Linked DNA regions of Rattus norvegicus: region 2 is linked to region 1. The links are chromatin contacts, called in public Hi-C maps. All regions are on one chromosome and are shown on one strand. Each heading gives the region's core, a stretch centred on a gene start, on an enhancer-like site or on the middle of the called end of the contact. The rest is flanking DNA. Distances are from core to core; before and after follow the strand shown. Region 1 holds the start of Smurf2 (SMAD specific E3 ubiquitin protein ligase 2). Region 2 has its middle 25 kb from the start of Kpna2.

Evidence for each region. Hi-C and Micro-C count contacts between places; a contact is called where the count stands out from the background.
Region 2: a Hi-C map of liver shows a contact between it and region 1, with 6 times the contacts expected there. The contact joins the enhancer-like site here to the promoter of Smurf2 in region 1. A contact is called at or near these places in 6 of 12 Hi-C or Micro-C datasets (the A7r5 cell line, hepatocytes, kidney and 2 more).

What each region holds. Positions count from the first base shown.
Region 1 is chr10:92,358,910-92,363,238 of GRCr8, reverse strand. Smurf2 (SMAD specific E3 ubiquitin protein ligase 2) reads left to right here and starts at 1,459. Exons shown (of 19, transcript NM_001107061.2): 1 at 1,459-1,612. The coding sequence starts at 1,561.
Region 2 is chr10:92,418,832-92,423,266 of GRCr8, reverse strand. No RefSeq gene overlaps it. Among named protein-coding and RNA genes, the nearest start is that of Kpna2, 25 kb to the left of the region's middle. Within about 2 kb of position 1,261, at least 15 of the 93 cell types and tissues checked have an H3K27ac peak or open chromatin away from gene starts, as enhancers often do. A contact at or near this core is called in the A7r5 cell line, hepatocytes and liver, where this site is marked.

The sequences.
Region 1 (4,329 bases), core at 210-2,709:
GAATGAAGTGTCTTAACCGATAGATTGTAAGCAACCATTTACATTGTTTTGGATTAAAATGTATTAGACTTCAACGAACAGTCTAAACGGCATTAATGTTATAACAGCCTTAAGCAAAGTCAACGTGGATACAAATCCACACTTTATCCTTAGTTTTCATTACTACTTATGTGCACATAGAACTTGTATTCTCCATTTAAACCCTGCATTACATATAAAATCTTCCATGTAACGTGGTCACCACAATTGCCATTTAGATAGCTGCATAAAAATGTCTTGCTGCTGATGTAATACAATTCATTATTGGGCTATACTCTCATCCCAGCCTTGTAAAACAAAACCCCCAAACACCTGTATTATTTATTTGTCCAGAATAAGTTCCTATTACTGTAAGTTACCGCATCAGAGTTACAGTCCTGTTCATTTTGTCTTTTTTTTTTTTTCCTCCTGGGATAGCAAGATACAGTACTGCCTGAGCTTTAAACACAGTATCCACCTATCTATCTTGTTCACAGTCCTTGGCGGTATTTGTATCATCTCCCTATGCCTGTCCTGCTAGGGAAAAAAAAAAAAGAGTCCGAGCAGGTAAGTAACCGGATCTGGAGTACCAGGTGAGTCCGTGGAGGTGGCAATTACAATACTAAGAGCTAAGCACTCCTGGGAATTTGCTGGAACGTTCGATGTGGGAATAGCGTCTTGTCGAATTAATTCTTCGGACTCGGGTCTAACTTTACTTTACTCTCGCCAGCCTCTTAGGGCGCGCAGTGGGAGTATTACTCGGGCATTCTGCCCTGTAGGGACACAGGCTGTCTTTCAGTGAGCTAGCTGGTCAGCAGGCCCCTCTGGTGCCACGGAGCCGGCGCCGCCGGGCGGTGGAGTTCAGAGATGGGTCTGGGCCGGGACACACGCGCTCCCTGCGTCCCGCGCGGAGTCCGGCCTTCCTCCGGCGCCCTAGGCGCAGGAGACCTCGCCCACAACCCCGCCCCCGAGACGGCCCTGCCCACCACAAACCCCGCCCTGCAACAGGCCCCGCCCCCGTCTCCTCCCCGCCCCCAGGAGCCGACGAGTGGCGGCGGCGGCGGCGGCGGCGGCGGCGGCAGCGGCCCCAGGACCGGGTTCCCTCAGACAAGAGGGCGGGCGGAGGAGGAAGCGGCCGAGCACCCGCCCGCCTCAGCAGACTTCGCACCATCGGCTCCCAGGCCTCGCGGCACCGAGAAGGGGAGACCGAGGCGGGCCGCGAGGACAGGAGGCGGCGGGGGCGCGAGGCGGAGGCGGCGCGGCCGGCCGCGGCTGCCGCTTTGTTGTGCGGCCCGGGCCGAGGAAGCAGAAGTGGGAGGAGGGGGGAGCTCTGCGTCCCGCTCCCTCCGCGGCTCATGGCGACGGCGCTCGGCACATCCGGGACCCTCCGGCCCTGGCGGCCGCGGCGCGGGCTGTTCGGACCCCGGCCCCGGCCGCTGTGGTGACTCCTCCGCGCCTCGCCGTCGTCCCAGCCCAGCCCAGCCCGCCCGCCCGCGGGCCGCGAGCGCCGCCGCCGCCGCCGCCTCCCCCGCCGCTGGGGACATGTCTAACCCCGGAGGCCGGAGGAACGGGCCCGTCAAGCTGCGCCTGACAGGTGAGCAGGGCGGGCGGCTGCGGCGCCTGTGGGCAGGCGGAGGGCCGGGGTCGCGGTCGGTGGTGGCGTTGGACGGGAATCCGGGCGTGGGAAGGCCTAGTTCAGGGAGTCATTGGAGAACCACTTAGCTGGGGTTGGGAAATTCTTCAGAACGCCAAGTGTGTGGCCCGTGGGTCTCCCGTGGAGGGCGGATTTGAGGTCCGGACATCTAGTTTCTTGGGGTCACAGGAGCAGCCCCTGGGCTATTGCCCAGGTGGGGTCGTGAAGGGGATTACTGAATCCAGTTGCTGACTGCGCGCAGTAAACACTCCTTAAATATGGAGTTGAGTGCTTAACGGGAGAGTGCGTGTGTTCCCGGGTTGTTAACTTGGACACCTACCTATGCCCGGGTGTGAAACCTTTACTCTCTAGCTGCCAACCTCTGCGGCCAGTGCCACACACCTTAAAACGCACGTCTCTGGGAGGGACTGAGACTGTGGTTGGCTTTTCCGGCGTGTCTGCCTGATCCCACGACTCCCGGCTCATTGTACACTCTGTGTTTTGGAAGTTGTTTGATTGTAGGGTAGCGTGTTTGGGGTTGTTCCTTGTAGGCCGCAGAACTAGTGGCTCACGTCTGAACTCCAGACATGGTTTAGAATCGCTTGCTTGGAAATGTGTTTCTAAGTCTTGGACTCCTACATAAACTTTTAAGCGAACTTTTACTGGTTCTCTTCCACACTTCGCGCCCCTTTCTAAATGGAAAGGAATGCTCAGAGGGATTTGTTAAAGACTGTTTATGTTCCCAGGTGCAGCAAGTTGTTAACGTATTACAGGTATAATTTGCTTATGATGCCACTTCTGATATTCTTCCGTGGTCGCATCTCCCTCCTTTTAAGGAAAATTGCGTTTGGTTTAAAGAGTGTAAGTGAAACTATTGTCCCTCTGCTAGCTAGACGCATCGTTCACAGTAAGTAAATTGTCCGCATTTATATTCAGATGTGTGGTGAAAAAGACGTCATTTTGCAGTTAGTTGGTTCATATGTGTGTGCACCAGCGAAGGATAAGCTGTAATTATGCTTGCCCACACTAAACTTTGAAATTTATGTGGACGAATGTTGTAGTTGAATGCCTGTGTTAAATGCCAGTCCGTTGGCTGTACCTTTTAGGTAACTTGAAGTGAATTTGGTATTTGAGAATTTAGTTTGAATGTATGTTGGCTACAGCTTCAAATACTTTCCCTTTGAGGCTGAAGAGATGGCTCAGTGGTTAAGTGTATCCTGTTCTCTAAGGGGACCGGAGTTCTACTCCCAGCACCCCCCACCCAGGTCCTTGGCTCACTACCACCTGTAACTCTAGCTGCAGGGGATCTGATGCATCTGGCCTCCCACAAGCACCTGCACTTGTGTACACATACTGCCCCAATCTCCAGTAATGAAAAAATATATACATTGCACTGACCTGAAAGCGTTTCTTTCCCTAGGGAAATCACAAGGTATTATTAACACTAGGTTGGGGGGCGTGCTTTGATCTTCATCTTTACTGTTCTTTTGGGGGAGTCAGTGGAACACAATTATAAAGGATCTTTGGTGCTCTAGTTTATATATTGATATTCTTACTAGGCAGGTCTGTGCCAATTACAGAAAGAAATTGTGAGTGTAGGTGTGCAAAAGCCATCGGAAATGGGCTGTAATTTTCTTCTGGGATACATACATGGGAGAGAAAAAGAGAGGTTTGGGTTTTCTTTAGATAAAAATGAGTTCTGAGGTGGGCTGGAGAGATTGCATAATAGTTAAGAGTACTGCCTGTTCTTCCAAAGGTTTAATTCCCAGCACCCACATTCCAGGTCACAACTGTCTGTAACTCCAGTTCCAGGGGATCTGACACACTCATACCCAATGCATATAGAATTCAAATGAATTATTAAAAATGAGTTCTGAGGTTTTGTTACATTTATGTTCTCTCTCTCTCTCTCTCTCTCTCTCTCTCTCTCTGTGTGTGTGTGTGTGTGTGTGTGTGTGTGTGTGTCTGTGTCTCTGTCTGTGTGTGTCTGTCTCATGGCCATGGAGTACATGTGGTGGACAGGATAAGGTGGGATCACCCTTTTCACCTTGTGAGTCTTACCAGTCAGACTTAGGTCATCAGGCTTGAGAGAAAATACCTTAACCCTCAGTGTTCTGAGGGGTAGTGTGACTGAGCAGCTCTTATATTTATGTCATTTTTTTTCTGTATATGATAGTTTAAAAAGATTTATGAGTGGCATTTGTTAGGTGAACATGATAACCACTGCACTAAAGAAACTTCCCTTGAGTGAAGTTTGAGAGGAAAAAGATCACACTTAGTTTCTGAGCAAGAGGATACATTCGACTAAATTTATAGAGTGATTTTGTACACTTAGCTTTTTCTGAAGAATTTTAAATATCTGTCCTCTCCTCTTAATTGTAAAAACAGTTTGAACTACTCTCAATTTTTTAAAGCTATTGGGAATTTTCCTGTGAATAGTTTTCGCAAAGTCTGACAAATATTAAAACCATTGTTGTCTCTTTGATTACATATGGTGGAATCTCCTGTTTTGCAAGGAACATTAACTCACATTTTTTCATTTTTGTTCATCATTTACGAATTAAATAGTATAAATTTTAACAAATAGATCTTAAGAGCTGGATTCAATTAGCAGCTTTTTAGGACACAAACATAAAAGGGTTAGATGGAAAAGATTGTTTTGACTGACTGGATAAATG
Region 2 (4,435 bases), core at 12-2,511, 60 kb before region 1:
AAGCGTAGTGGCGTTGTTGTAGATCTGATGATAGCAAAAGGAGAGAGGAGACGGGGAACCTAAGGCCACCGAAGGGTGCCCACAGGTGGGAACCCAGGTCTGCCTCCCAGCATCAACCTAGCTTGGTTCTGTCTGCTCCCGATTCACTGAAGTGCCAGCACTGGTTTTAAAGTTACAGCCCGGCATGCTTCCTTTTAGAGCAAAGTCTTGCATGTGAAACTGGGAAGGAGAGTAGTGTTCACCCCAAACCATGCCACCCTCCAATGTATGAATCCCCTCCATTACCATGAGCCCTCAGAAAGCAGGAGCAAGAACAGGGGCAGAGAGAGTAACAGAGCCTCCTACAACCACTCAGCCAGACTGTCAGGGTGAGCTATGACCTATCCACACCCCTTACCCCATTCTGTCAGGGATGTGCTGATTGCCAGGGTGGAAAGCTTGGAAGAAAAGGTTTTCCTCCTGTGTTACTTATTAAACGTCTTCAGAGCCAATGGAAGACATGAGACTGGTCCCCGAGTGACCAGCAGGGACGACAGATGTGCCCGAGAGCTTTCTGATTCATAGCTGTGCCTTGTGCTCAGCCACTCGAACAGATTTCCACGGCCCTGGAAAGAAGGGATCATAACCCTGTACTGCTGGGGGAAAGGGTTCAGAGACACTTAGATAGCGACCCAAGACTGCATGGCGATGCGGCCCTGCCAGACTAAATGAGTTGCTCTGGGTAGACAAGGGTGGACGGGCCTCATGCTGAAATGAGTCACCCGCAAGTCCAAGAACCAGCCCCTCTGGACAATGACACAGGAAGCTGTTTTGTACATTAGGCAGAGCTGGGTCCAGATAGTGTCAGTCTATGCAGAGAAGGGGCCTCTTTTCCTTTTTTTTTTTTTTTTTTTTTGGTTCTTTTTTTTTCGGAGCTGGGGACCGAACCCAGGGCCTTGCGCTTCCTAGGTAAGCGTCTACCACTGAGCTAAATCCCCAGCCCCAGGGGCCTCTTTTCCAATTGCCTTCCCTCTGCAAAACCCTTGGGAGCCAGCCAGGCCTGGTGACCTATGGAAGAGGTGACACTGTGCCCTGCTGTCTCCTGCTGTCCCAGCTACATGACTTGGCTAAATCTACTGGACCTTTTCCAGCTAAGACCTGTTTGTTTTTACCTTGCAATGTGAACCAGATGTGGAGGGGACCTCTCTCTGCAGGAGGCCCCTGCCCAACCCTCTGCGCTGGCCACAGGTTCACCGGAGGCAGCAGTGGCCAACCAGCCTCTCCTGGCCCTCTGCCTGCCTCGCCCTCACAGCTGGTTCTCTCTGGCATCCCTGTATCTCTCCTTCCCACAATGTGACAGGAAGCTGGAAAGGACACTGGACAAACGTCCAAAGTCCATATGTCCTGGATGGTCTGTCTAGGAATTTTGGGGACGATAGCTTGCTCCATGCGTCATGTCCTTTCCACTCGTGTGTCACATGGGGAAGGGGGCACCATAAATGAAGACTTGAAAGCCAACTGAGGGCTGGGTATCCTTCATCTGTGGTACCACCTCGCCCCAAGCTCTCGGACAGGAGACCTAAGTCTGAGCAGCCTCGTGGATTCCAAGGGCTACAGCCCTGAAACTCCCACTGTTTACTTTAGCAGTTGAATTCTTCCCGTTTTGGCCAGTGGAAACCTGTTCAAGCTGGTTGCTGGGTCTACTTTGCCACGATCCATCATTCCTGGAGCTTTCTAACACAAACTGTTCCAGGTTTCTCTTGTCTTTTTTTTTTTTTTTTCCCTGTCCTAGCCACAGAAGCGACCAGTTCTCTCTGATTCTGTTTGGTGAAAATAGTGTTTGGAAGTCAGGTTTCTGGTCACTGTGTGCTCACCGCTGCTGGGGTGAACTGCTCCCTGCCCTTAGCAGCCCAAGTTAGAGCCAACTGAGGTGTGCACATGTGCATGTGCACACAGTCGTTTCTACCTGGGTTTAACAGTTGTAGGGGGAAGCTGGATGTTCTGGGTCACACTGGTAATTCCAGGAGGCTGAGGAGGGGGGCATTGCCAGGAGTTTGATATCAGCGTGGTCTATACAGAGAATCCCAGGCTTGCAGGGTTACATATAGAGACACTTTTTTAAAAAGTTGTTTATTTTAAACAGAGAACCAGGTGTGCTGGCGCTAACCTGTAATCACAATATTTGAGAGGCAGAGGCAGAGCCTGTGAATTCAAGGCTAGTCTGGGCCTATCTAGCAAGTTTAAGCTAGATGGGACTCTAGAGGGAGACCCTGTTTAGAGAGATGGTTCAGAGGTTAAGATCACTGATGGTTCCATTCCCAGCATCTAGAGGGTAGCTAACCACTATCTGTAACTCCAGTACCAGGGGATCTAACCTCCCTCTCCTGACCTCCTTGGGCATGAGGCACATACATGGCACACAGATGTATAAGCAGGCAAAACACCCATATACATAATATAAAAATATCCACCTCACCCCCAGAATTTAAAAGGAGTAAATAATTTCAGCTTAAAAAAACATCAAAGACAAGCAAGACAGTGGTGTCTCATGCACTTGGGAGGCAGAGACAGGTGGATGACTGAGTTGAAGCTCAGCCTGGTTTACAGAGCAAGTTCCAGGACAGCCAGGGCTACACTGAGAAACCCTGTCCTGAAAACAAAATTAGAGACAGAGATATGCAGCCAGCCAGAGGATAGATAGTAGGTGCTATTTGCAGTGGTTCATACCTGTTGTCCTAGTTAGGGTTTCCTTGCAGTGAAGAGATACCATGACCAAGGCAACTCTTTTTTTTTTTTTCTTTTTTAAGATTTATTTATGTATACAGTGTTATGCCTGCATGTATGCCTGTAGGCCAGAAGAGGTCACCAGATCTCATTACAGATGGTTATGAGCCACCGTGTGGTTGCTGAGAATTGAACTCAGGACCTCTGGAAGAGCAGTCACCACTCTTAACTTCTGAGCCATCTCTCCAGCCCTGGCCAAGACAGCTCTTATAAAGGCAAACGTTTAATTGGGGCTGGCTTACAGTTTCAGAGGTTTAGTCCACTATCATCATGGTGGGACACATGATAGCATCTAGGCAGACATGGTGCTGGAGGAGCCAAGAATTCTACATCTTGGTCTGCAGGCAGCTAGAAGGAGACTGTGAGCCACACTGGGTAGAGCTTGAGCATAGGAGACAACCAATCCTGCCCCCACAGTGACACACTTCCTCCAACAAGGCCATACCTCCTAACAGTGCCACTCCCCATGGGACTATGGAGGCCATTTTAGTCAAACCGTCACATATGCCTTTTTAAAAAAAAAATCTAGGTTTTGCATGTGTGAGGAAGAAAATGATGTCTGTAGCCTATAGAATGTCAAAAAGTGGAGAGAGAGAAAGTGTGTGTGTGTGTGTGTGTGTGTGTGTGTGTGTGTGTGTGTGTGTGTAGCATCATGTGAACATGGAAGTCAAAGGACAACTTTTGAGACAAGTCAGTTCTTTGGGCCCGTGGGGGCCATTTAATTCAAACCATCACACCTGCCCTTAAAAAAAAAAATCTAGATACTTCATGCACTGCATGTGTGAGGGAAAAATGTCTTTCTGAATCTGGATTATTTTGCTTAACATAGTGAACTTTAGATCTATTCCTACCCCCCTCCCCATTTTCTTTCTCCCTCTCTCCCCCTCCCCTTCTCTCCCTCCGGCTGGCCTCAGCTGATTATGTTGCCTAAAGTGATCTTGAACTCCAGATCCCCCTGCCTCTACTTCACAAGTGCTGGATTACAGGTGGGTGGTGCAGGCTGGCTCCCCTCAATGTGTAAACCGCACCTCAGACTCTACTTAGGCCCCCCAGTGTCCTCCTTCCCACCCCAGTATCTGAGCCAGGACAGGGTCACTGTATCGTGGAGTGCTTAGGTCTCTTCAGCACGTGAGTCAGGGATGCTATTCTGTTCTCTGTTCTGCTCTCCTCTCGTGATTAGACCGGAGAGACAGATTCTTGGACAGAAAAACTGAGACGAGCCCCCCACCCCCTCCCCACCCCGTTCTCATTGCACAATAGCATCTACTATCCGTGCTTGATGCCAGGGTTCTTGGGATTCCAAAGCCAGCACCAGACTGAGGTCACAGCAAAGGGAGGAGTTAGATTTGAACCTGGGCCACTCTGAGCTCTGCACCAATTTCTTCAGTTAGAGACAGACAACCTGCTAGGGAGGGATGTGACGAAAGGTCACTGCTGTTGGATTGGAGGATGAACAGTAGGAACTTTTTTCAGATAGGGTGTCTCTGTGTAGCCCTGATCCTGGAAACTCATTCTGCAGGTCAGGCTGGCCTCAAACTCACAGACATCAGCCTGCCTCTTCCTCCCGGGTGCTGGGATTAAAGACATGCACCACCACTAGGTGAAAGGCAGAAACTTTTTAGCCTCCATATCAGGGCGATATCTAAGCCCGGTCTTCAATTCTTTCAGTCTG